2 separate regions of the Mus musculus genome follow, and region 2 is linked to region 1. Evidence: chromatin contacts called from public HiChIP or PLAC-seq data. All regions are on one chromosome and are shown on one strand. The core of a region is the stretch at or near the end of the contact, and the rest is flanking DNA. Distances in the headings are between cores, read along the strand shown. Region 1 holds the start of Lrrc20 (leucine rich repeat containing 20). Region 2 overlaps Lrrc20 (leucine rich repeat containing 20).

Region 1 (3,906 bases), core at 981-3,480:
AGTCTCAGAGTCATCACTTTGGGAGATGGGCCTGGGAAAGGAAAAACAGTTAAAAATTATTTTAACACAGAGAGAATGGAAGAGAAGGGCAAAGCCCGCCAGAGCCATGCTTGCCACACTCCAGCTGGCCAGAGTCCTTTCATCCTTTATGCTCAACAACTTGGAAAAGCAAGGACTGAAACAGCAGCCCTCTATCGGCTGCTGAGAGGCATGAGACCTGAGCTGTTTGGCTCTGAGAGGTGTGACAAGCTGAACTGTCTGGAAAGTTATTAATAGACACAGGCCCTGGGATCCTAAGCCTCAGAAGACTGTGAACCAGGAGGCTTTCTGACAAAGTCCAGTGCATGTAGCAGTGAGCCAGAGGTTGTTCTGGTGAGGTGAGGTGAGGACCACAGCTGAAGTTGATCTCTGATTTCGACTTACATGTGTATGTGCCTGTGCTCACAGATGAACACCACACACACACGGACATGGACACACATACACTTTTTTAAAAAAAGTCAATTCAAAGGGGTCTGTCAGGAACCTCAACAGGACAAACTCACTAGGGAAAATAGTACCTGTTCTAGAATCAGGTCACTTCAGAAACAGCAGAGGGCCTGCCTAAAATGTAGCCAGCTGAGTGGTCCTTGTGCCCATTGTTTATTGTCATATGAGTGTCCTCTGCTTCGTTAGGCAATGAGTCATCATTAAGCAATGTATCTTGTCTCCTTTCACAGAGTTCTCAAGGATGGAGAAGCAGAAAGGACTCTAAGAGCCCAGGCCATTATATCCCTAATGGGAGGTGTTGGGTTATGACTAGTTTATTGCTTAGCCTGGTAGGGAGGGGCCTAGTGAACCTGGTCAGTTTCAGGGACTTCCTGAAGCTAATTTGAGTTTGTTTACCTTCCTCTTTAAGGAGGTTCCCAAAGCTATTTTAAGTGCTTATTGCTTAAGGAGCTTCCTACAGGAAGCAGTGTTTTTGGAAACTGTTACACAACAGGAGATCTGTGAAGTGGCTACATTTTAGAAGCTGTGGTCCTGGTGGCTAGTCTGGCAGCCGTGAATACAAATTACTCAAAAGAACAGCAGCATCTTTTGCTAGTCTGATTTACTGACTAGAAATTTAGTGACACAAAAGGGTTAAAATGTTGCAGGTCCAGAGCCAGACTGGCATTTTGTGGCATCTTTATGTCCTTTAACAACTACTGATTGCTCTGCCCTCTACTTGGCTTAACATCTTTGTAACTATCCAGTAAGTCAGAGTGCAAGAACAGATCTCTAGTTTCCGATCAACCAAAGGGCTAAGAATGCTCTCAGGCTAGCATCTGGGGCCTATAGCTGAGATCTTTTTCTCCTTTGCTGTAGCCTGTTTACCTGATATCCTCACCAATACAATTGAAAAGTGCCTTGTTTTTACGTTTTTCTTTGTTCTTCATTAAGAGGCTGGAGAGACAGCTACACCGTTCCTTTGCAAGGGTTGTCCAATCATGTACAGGATGGTTCATAGCTGTTTGCAACTCCAATCCCAGGAGATTTGACCCCTCTTTTGGCCTCTGAGGACACCAGACACATAGGTGGTGCACAAATACACACGCGGGCAAACACGCATAAAATAACTAAAAAAAAAAAAAAAAAGCACAAAATAATTCACAATTTTTATCAAACTGTTACCATGTTGGGACATGGAATAACCTGTATTTGTGTTCCCGGGCTAGGGTCGCTCCTATTTGGCTCTAGGATAAGCCATCTCTGATCCCCTTTGAGGTGAGAGTTGTGTTTTTGCGTCGCAGCAGCGCTGGACTCCACAGTCCCTTCATCAGTTCTCACAGCGACCCGTGAAGCAGGTAGACTTTAGTTCCATGTTTACTTTAGTCTGAAGAGATGAAGTTACAGTGCGGCTTCAATTAGCGTTTCTTTGCGTTTTCCAAAGTTCCCCGATCTGCTGAACCCGGCTCATCCGTGGAATTAAAAACAAAATAAAATCCAGCCTGGAGAAGCATCCTACACAAGAAGATGCAGGGCCCCGCCCCTAGCGCGCTGGCTTTGCCGACTCCACACAAAGCGGTTCCTCCCTTGGTTCCCGAGCGCGCAGGAGGAGTTGCGCGCTGATTGGTGCGCGCGGGCGGAGCGCTGGCCCCTCCCCGCCCTGGGTCGTATCCTGGTGTCACTATTGGCTGAGCGGCCGTGCGCGCTGAGCTCCCTGCCCCTTTGGCTCCGCCCCTCGGGCTCAGAACTTGCACCGGGTGCCGTCGGTCGCCGCGGGAGCGTGAGTGCTGGGCGCTGGGCTCTAGGACGCATTGTCGCCGTAAGTGCTGCCTCCAGCGGCCCACAGGCTTCGCGCCGCGCTGAATAACGGTGGCCAGAGGCCGAGCGTGGCAGGGGCAGAAGGGAAAGCACTGGGCTTGGCCGTGTCCCTTCCCCTCCCCCAGCACACCTGGTAGCACCGAGTCATGGCTCGGGCGGTGCCCAGAGGTCATGGACTATCGCTTGCGGTAGTGGGAGGCTCGTGGTTAGAGCTCTCGGACAGCCCGGCTTCCGTCTCCCCAGTGAGACGCCCTTGCCCATCGGGAGAGGCAGCTGCGCATGTCACTTGGGAGTGTGCCTCTCCGCCCCTGGCAGCGTGGGACGCCCCCGGCCTCTGCGATCACCAGCGTCCCCCCTCTGCTTGCTCCATTTGTCCCAGTTCCTGTCTGCCAGGCCAGCGCGAGGCTGGAGACGAGCAGCCACTGGCTGTGAGAATGGGGTCCAGGGATCCTGTCCTTGGCCACTGTGTACTGTCGGTACAGTCTAAGGATGCTCACGCGGGGCTCCCCAACTCTAAAGCTGAGCTGCGAAACCAGGCGCCAACGTGTCCAGCTCATTGCCCCAGCGGGCTCTTTCCCCTGGGTGAGAAAGTGGGTCATCTCTGCTCTGGTCTCGAGTGGACCTTTGGGACTGTTGGGGTGTGATTAGCATTGTGCCCCTTACCTCGCCACATCAGCTCTTGGCTTCAGCAGGGTCCCGAAGTCTGTCTGGAGCCAGCGGAGCCAGCGGTGGGGCAGATCGTGCGCATGGCTGCGGAGGCTCCGGTTGCCCCGCAGAGCGGCTGCCAGGCTCTAAAGTTCCCAGTTGACCACAACAGTAACTAAATATAGGACCAGCTGGTGCGGCCGGAGTGTCGCAGTGGCTCCTTTGCAGAGATCTTAGGGCTGCAGATAATGAAGTTGAGTTCTGACCCTTAAAGACTGGGTCATTGCCATGGTCAAGGTTTAAATACCTCAGCCCCAAGTTTGGAATTTAGGTGAGATCAGTTTCAGATCTGCCAGAGAAATTATACAGTGTTCACAATCATAGCTTCCTCAAAGCAGAATAGCACACTCACCTTCAATTTATTATATGCAAACTTCCTGTCTGTCCTTGTTTGATGACCTAATAGTTGGTCCTGGCTTAATGCAGGAAGCCCTTAATGGCTTGCAGAGTCTTTTCTTAGAAGTGATTTTTTTTCAGTTAATTTTTATTAACAGTTTCATTGAGGAAGGTGATGTTTCCATCTCACAACTGGGGCTGCCCCACAACATTGAGAGCTTTCCAGAATTCTGCTTGCATTAGTTAGGCTCCTCAGGAAGGCCTCCAGAGGTCTGGAACAGACCGCAGGCCTTCTCTGTGGCTTGTCTTTATCTACCTGTTGCTGGCACCCTATGGGCCCTTCTTCTGGGGTCATGCCACAGGCCTCACCCCCAGGCTGTGCAGGCATATAACTGGTTCATTTTGTCTCCCAGTGGGAAGTTTGTATCATCAGGCATGTCCAACCAGTGGGCCTGGTTTGTCCCAGGAGAGCTATAAGTGCAGCTTAATAGACATGCAATTTAAAAATGCTGTGGTTGCAGTATCATTCTAGTCCACACCCAATCTCTCTCTCTCTCTCTCTTTATTGTCCAGCATGGC
Region 2 (3,906 bases), core at 698-3,197, 61 kb after region 1:
CTCCATTCCTGCTCTTTGGCTCTCTAGCCAGGGACAGTGTGCTGGTACAAAGGCGGGGGGGGGGCACACCCAGAACTCAGGGACAGTGTGCTGGTACACAGGGCACTGGTGGGGCACACCCAGAACACAGGGACAGTGTGCTGGCACACAGGGGGAGGGGCACACTCAGAACACAGGGAAAGTGTGCTGGTACACATGGGGAGGGGCACACTCAGAACACAGGGACAGTGTGCTGGTACACAGGGGGAGGGGCACACTCAGAACACAAAGACAGTGTGCTGGCACACAGGGGGAGCACCCCAGTACACAGGGACAGTGTGGTGGCCCACAGGGGGAGGGACACATCTAGAACACAGGGGGAGGACACACCCAGAACACTGGGGGAGGACACACCCAGAAAACAGGGCCAGTGTGACTGAATTATCTATCTTCCAGCTCAGTTCCCAAGCTCACATTTTCCAACCCCTGAGTGACAAAGGACTTTGCATTTATCCCCACCCCCCCCTTTCCCTGAGCTCTCTGCACAGATTTCCTTTGCTGCTGTGCTCCAGGCCCCTCAGTGCTGTGCCCTCCCCCACCCCTTTCCATTTCCCTTTGGTTGCTCCCAGCCCCACCACATCTGCAGAGCTCCACCACATCCTTTGAAAGAATGGGTCCTGTCTGCCTGTTTATTTTTGAATAGGCAATAGACACACAATGCAGTGGTCCAGTCAAAGGGAATAATAGGGGGAAATAAGTCTCTCTCGTTCCCCCCACCCCCCGAAATCTAATTCCCTGCCCAGCAGCAGCTGTCTCTGCCAGCTCTTGAGATGTTGCTAGCCCATGAAATAGAAATTTATCTAGTATTAGTGACATTTACAGCGTCCCATAGCAGACATCTTTGTGAATCCCTTCCAAGTATAAATTGCTTAAAATCGTTACAGTCCTCTCACCTCTTCCCTGCCCTCTGCCTCTGCCTCCTCTTCTCTCCCTCACCGTGTTTCTAGCTCTCCTGATATTCTTCCCTTCTCTCAGAGAGCACAAGGAATTTGCCCAAGGTCATACAGCAAGAGGGTGGGGCTGAGACCATTCACTAGAAAAGCATACATGTATCCTTTTACGTTCTAGTTATTTCTTTAACTCCGGTGGATGCTGGTCTAGCTAGGGATGTAGCTCACTTGGTAGAATGTTCCTGTGGGTGTGCACAAAGCCCCGGGTTTGATCCCCAGCACCGCTAAACCTGGCATGGTGGTGTATGCCTGTAGTGGTAATACTTGGAAAATACAGACTCAAGAATCAAGAGTTCAAGGCCACCCTCTGCTGCCTAGGGCATATGAGTCACTCCTGGGCAATATGACATGAGAACAGCACTAACAAAACTACCTTTATGAGGCTTAGTTAGGGTTTCACTGCTGAGAACAGACACCATGACCAAGGCAAGTCTTATAAGGGCTACATTTAATTAGGGCTGGCTTACAGGTTCAGAGGTTCAGTCCATTATCATCAAGGCAGGGAGCATGGCAGCATCCAGGCAGGCGTGGTGCAGGAGGAGCTGAGAGTTCTACATCTCCATCTGAAGGCTGCTAGTGGAAGACTCACTTCCAAGCAGCTAGGAGGAGGATCTTAAAGCCCATGCCCACAGGCACACACTTCTTTCAACAAGGCCAGATCTTCTAATAGTGCCACTCCCTGGGCCAAGCATATACCAGCCATCACAGAGGCCTTTCTGGTGGCAGAACAGTCAATACTTTCTTTTACTCACAGGCCCTCTGGCCGTCCCCACAGTTCAGTCGGGAGTGTGTTTCCTGGAAGCTTGCCCTGTTGCTTCCTCTCTGACTTGACACCCACCGGAAGCTGGGTGTGTCCCACCTGGCAGCACGCATCATCCCTTGGAAGGACGCTTAGCTGCCCCACTGACGCCTAGCTCTGCCAGAGTAGGCAGGGACAGCTGTTCAGGAATGCCGGGTCAGAGCCTCCTCGCTGGCTGAACCTTGCCGGGTAGGCTGGCACATGCCCTTACAGAGCAGCTGTGCTGTCACATACAAGGCCAGCCTTTCCGTGCCCCCTGCCACCCCCCCCCCAACGGAATCGGCTGTTTTTCTCTTCCTCCAGGGTTAATGGGAGTCAGCCCTGGCAGCGGTCCAAAGCATAGCGGAGTCAGGAGGGATAAGAGGAACTTGCCGAAGGCAGGTTTCATCTGACAAACACTAGATACCATAGCTCGCAGGCAGGAGGGGGTCATTGAGCAAGGGATTGTCACCGCTGGGGCTGCTCGCACCGGGGGTAGCTCCAGAGCAGTATGCAGCAGGCTCTTCTTTCGTGGGATTCCCAAGTAGTCTAGCTCTGACCCCTAAGACAGTCCTTCAGACCTGAGCCCCTCAGCCAGAAGACACTGGGCAAGTCACCTGGGTGCTGTGATCCTAGGCTGAAGAGCAAAGCCAGGCCTTGGCCTCTGGCCATGTCTAGGTAGAAGGAATGTCAACACAATCAGATCAAGTGGCTAGGGCTGTTTTCTCTGACATAGAAACAGTAGGCAAAACAAAACAAAACCAAAAACCCCACAGGGCCCCAGAGCAGGCCATATGGAAGATAGAGTGGAACAGTAGACAGCTTTGCTGGCCCCAGTTGGGTCTCTCTAAGCCTTACTCGTTCCTTTTCCACCAGTCTGTTTTGTGTTGTCCTAACGAAACACCTAAAGCTGAGAAATTTACAAAGTGAAGAGGTTTTGGCTCCCAACTGAGGCGGCTACAGTGGCTTGAACAGTAACGCCCTGGTGTCCTGGCTAGGGTGCCTGCCTGGTTGCATCACAGTGTAGCTAAGAGGGAGTCGCTGCATTGGGTAGCTTCTCTGTAAAGTGACTCACACTCTTGAGAACTATCCCACCCTGCAAGAAAGGCACAGGTCCCTTGGTTCATAGCCTCCCCCTCTGCACTCCCTTCCCCATAATAAACACCGTGTACTGAAGGAAGATAAAATATTGTAACTTGTGAGTTGTTTAAGAGCCCACTGTCCCGATGAAAAGGTATTCAAGGACAAATGGGGCTACATTATCTAAGTTCACACCATCTGGCTGGAACCTCCTTTCTGTTACCCCTTGGCGCTGAGTAAAGTCATATACATCAACTGGTTGTTATGTGAACAAAAAGATAAGCCCCCAGCCCACAGGAACAAAGTCCTGATGCACTGTGTTCTTTCTGTTAATGTTTGAATAAGCCAATAGTGTGTCACTATGCTGAATTCCACACCCCTAAGCCCCTTACCCCATAAAAGCCCCTGGCTTTTGAGCCTTGGGGCGGGCATCTGTTATCTCCTGTGTGGGATTCATGCCGGTCCGGAGCTCCGTAATTAAACGTCCTCATGTAATTACAGCGAGTGGGTCCTCGTGTTTCTTTGGGTGCTCTCACACTCCCGAGACTAGAGTGGGGGTCCCCGAAAGGGGGTCTTACAGTACTTGCTGCCCACTTCCCACTTTCGGAGACGGGGTCTCTCCATAGCCTTGGCTGGCCTGAGCCTCATTCTGTAGACTCAAACTCATAAAGATCTGCCTGCCTTTGCCTCCCCAAGTGCTGGGATTAAAGGCATGTGTGGCACACCTGGAACACTGGTTCTACATCTTAAAGTCCCCTACCCCAGTTCCCTCCTTCCCCAGGGGTCAGGCTTACAGCACAAGCGCATTGGGGGATGCTCAAACCCAGTCTGAACTGTGAGCATGGGGAAGCATTCACTGCACAGTGGGTGATCCTGTGTGGTTAAAGACAATTTGCTCGGTGCTTAGTAGCCATCATCCCTGTGACAGGATTCAACATCACCATGGAAACACACCTCTGGGCATACCTGGGACGGTCTTCTCAGAAAGGTTTAACTGAGAAAAGAAGACCCACCCTGAATGTGGGCAGCATATTCCCTGTAGATACAGAAGCATAACCA

What was found. HiChIP or PLAC-seq counts read pairs in DNA pulled down with a chosen protein or histone mark.
Region 2: an H3K27ac HiChIP or PLAC-seq map of trophoblast stem cells shows a contact between it and region 1, with 29 read pairs. The contact joins the enhancer-like site here to the promoter of Lrrc20 in region 1. A contact is called at or near these places in 3 of 39 promoter capture datasets (the HPC-7 cell line, frontonasal cranial neural crest and maxillary cranial neural crest), 3 of 484 Hi-C or Micro-C datasets (bone marrow-derived dendritic cells, liver and muscle stem cells), 5 of 115 datasets of contacts at active chromatin or transcription factors (cardiomyocytes, embryonic stem cells, heart atrium and 1 more) and 2 of 9 other capture datasets (adipose tissue and pancreatic islet).

Annotation. Positions count from the first base shown.
Region 1 is chr10:61,473,603-61,477,508 of GRCm38.p6, forward strand. Lrrc20 (leucine rich repeat containing 20) reads left to right here and starts at 2,231. Exons shown (of 5, transcript NM_153542.1): 1 at 2,231-2,287. D830039M14Rik (RIKEN cDNA D830039M14 gene) reads right to left here and starts at 3,079. Exons shown (of 1, transcript NR_166099.1): 1 at 1,625-3,079.
Region 2 is chr10:61,534,409-61,538,314 of GRCm38.p6, forward strand. All of the region lies in intron 3 of Lrrc20 (leucine rich repeat containing 20), which reads left to right. Among named protein-coding and RNA genes, the nearest start is that of Npffr1, 59 kb to the right of the region's middle. Within about 2 kb of position 1,948, at least 166 of the 459 cell types and tissues checked have an H3K27ac peak or open chromatin away from gene starts, as enhancers often do. A contact at or near this core is called in adipose tissue, cardiomyocytes, heart atrium and 3 more, where this site is marked.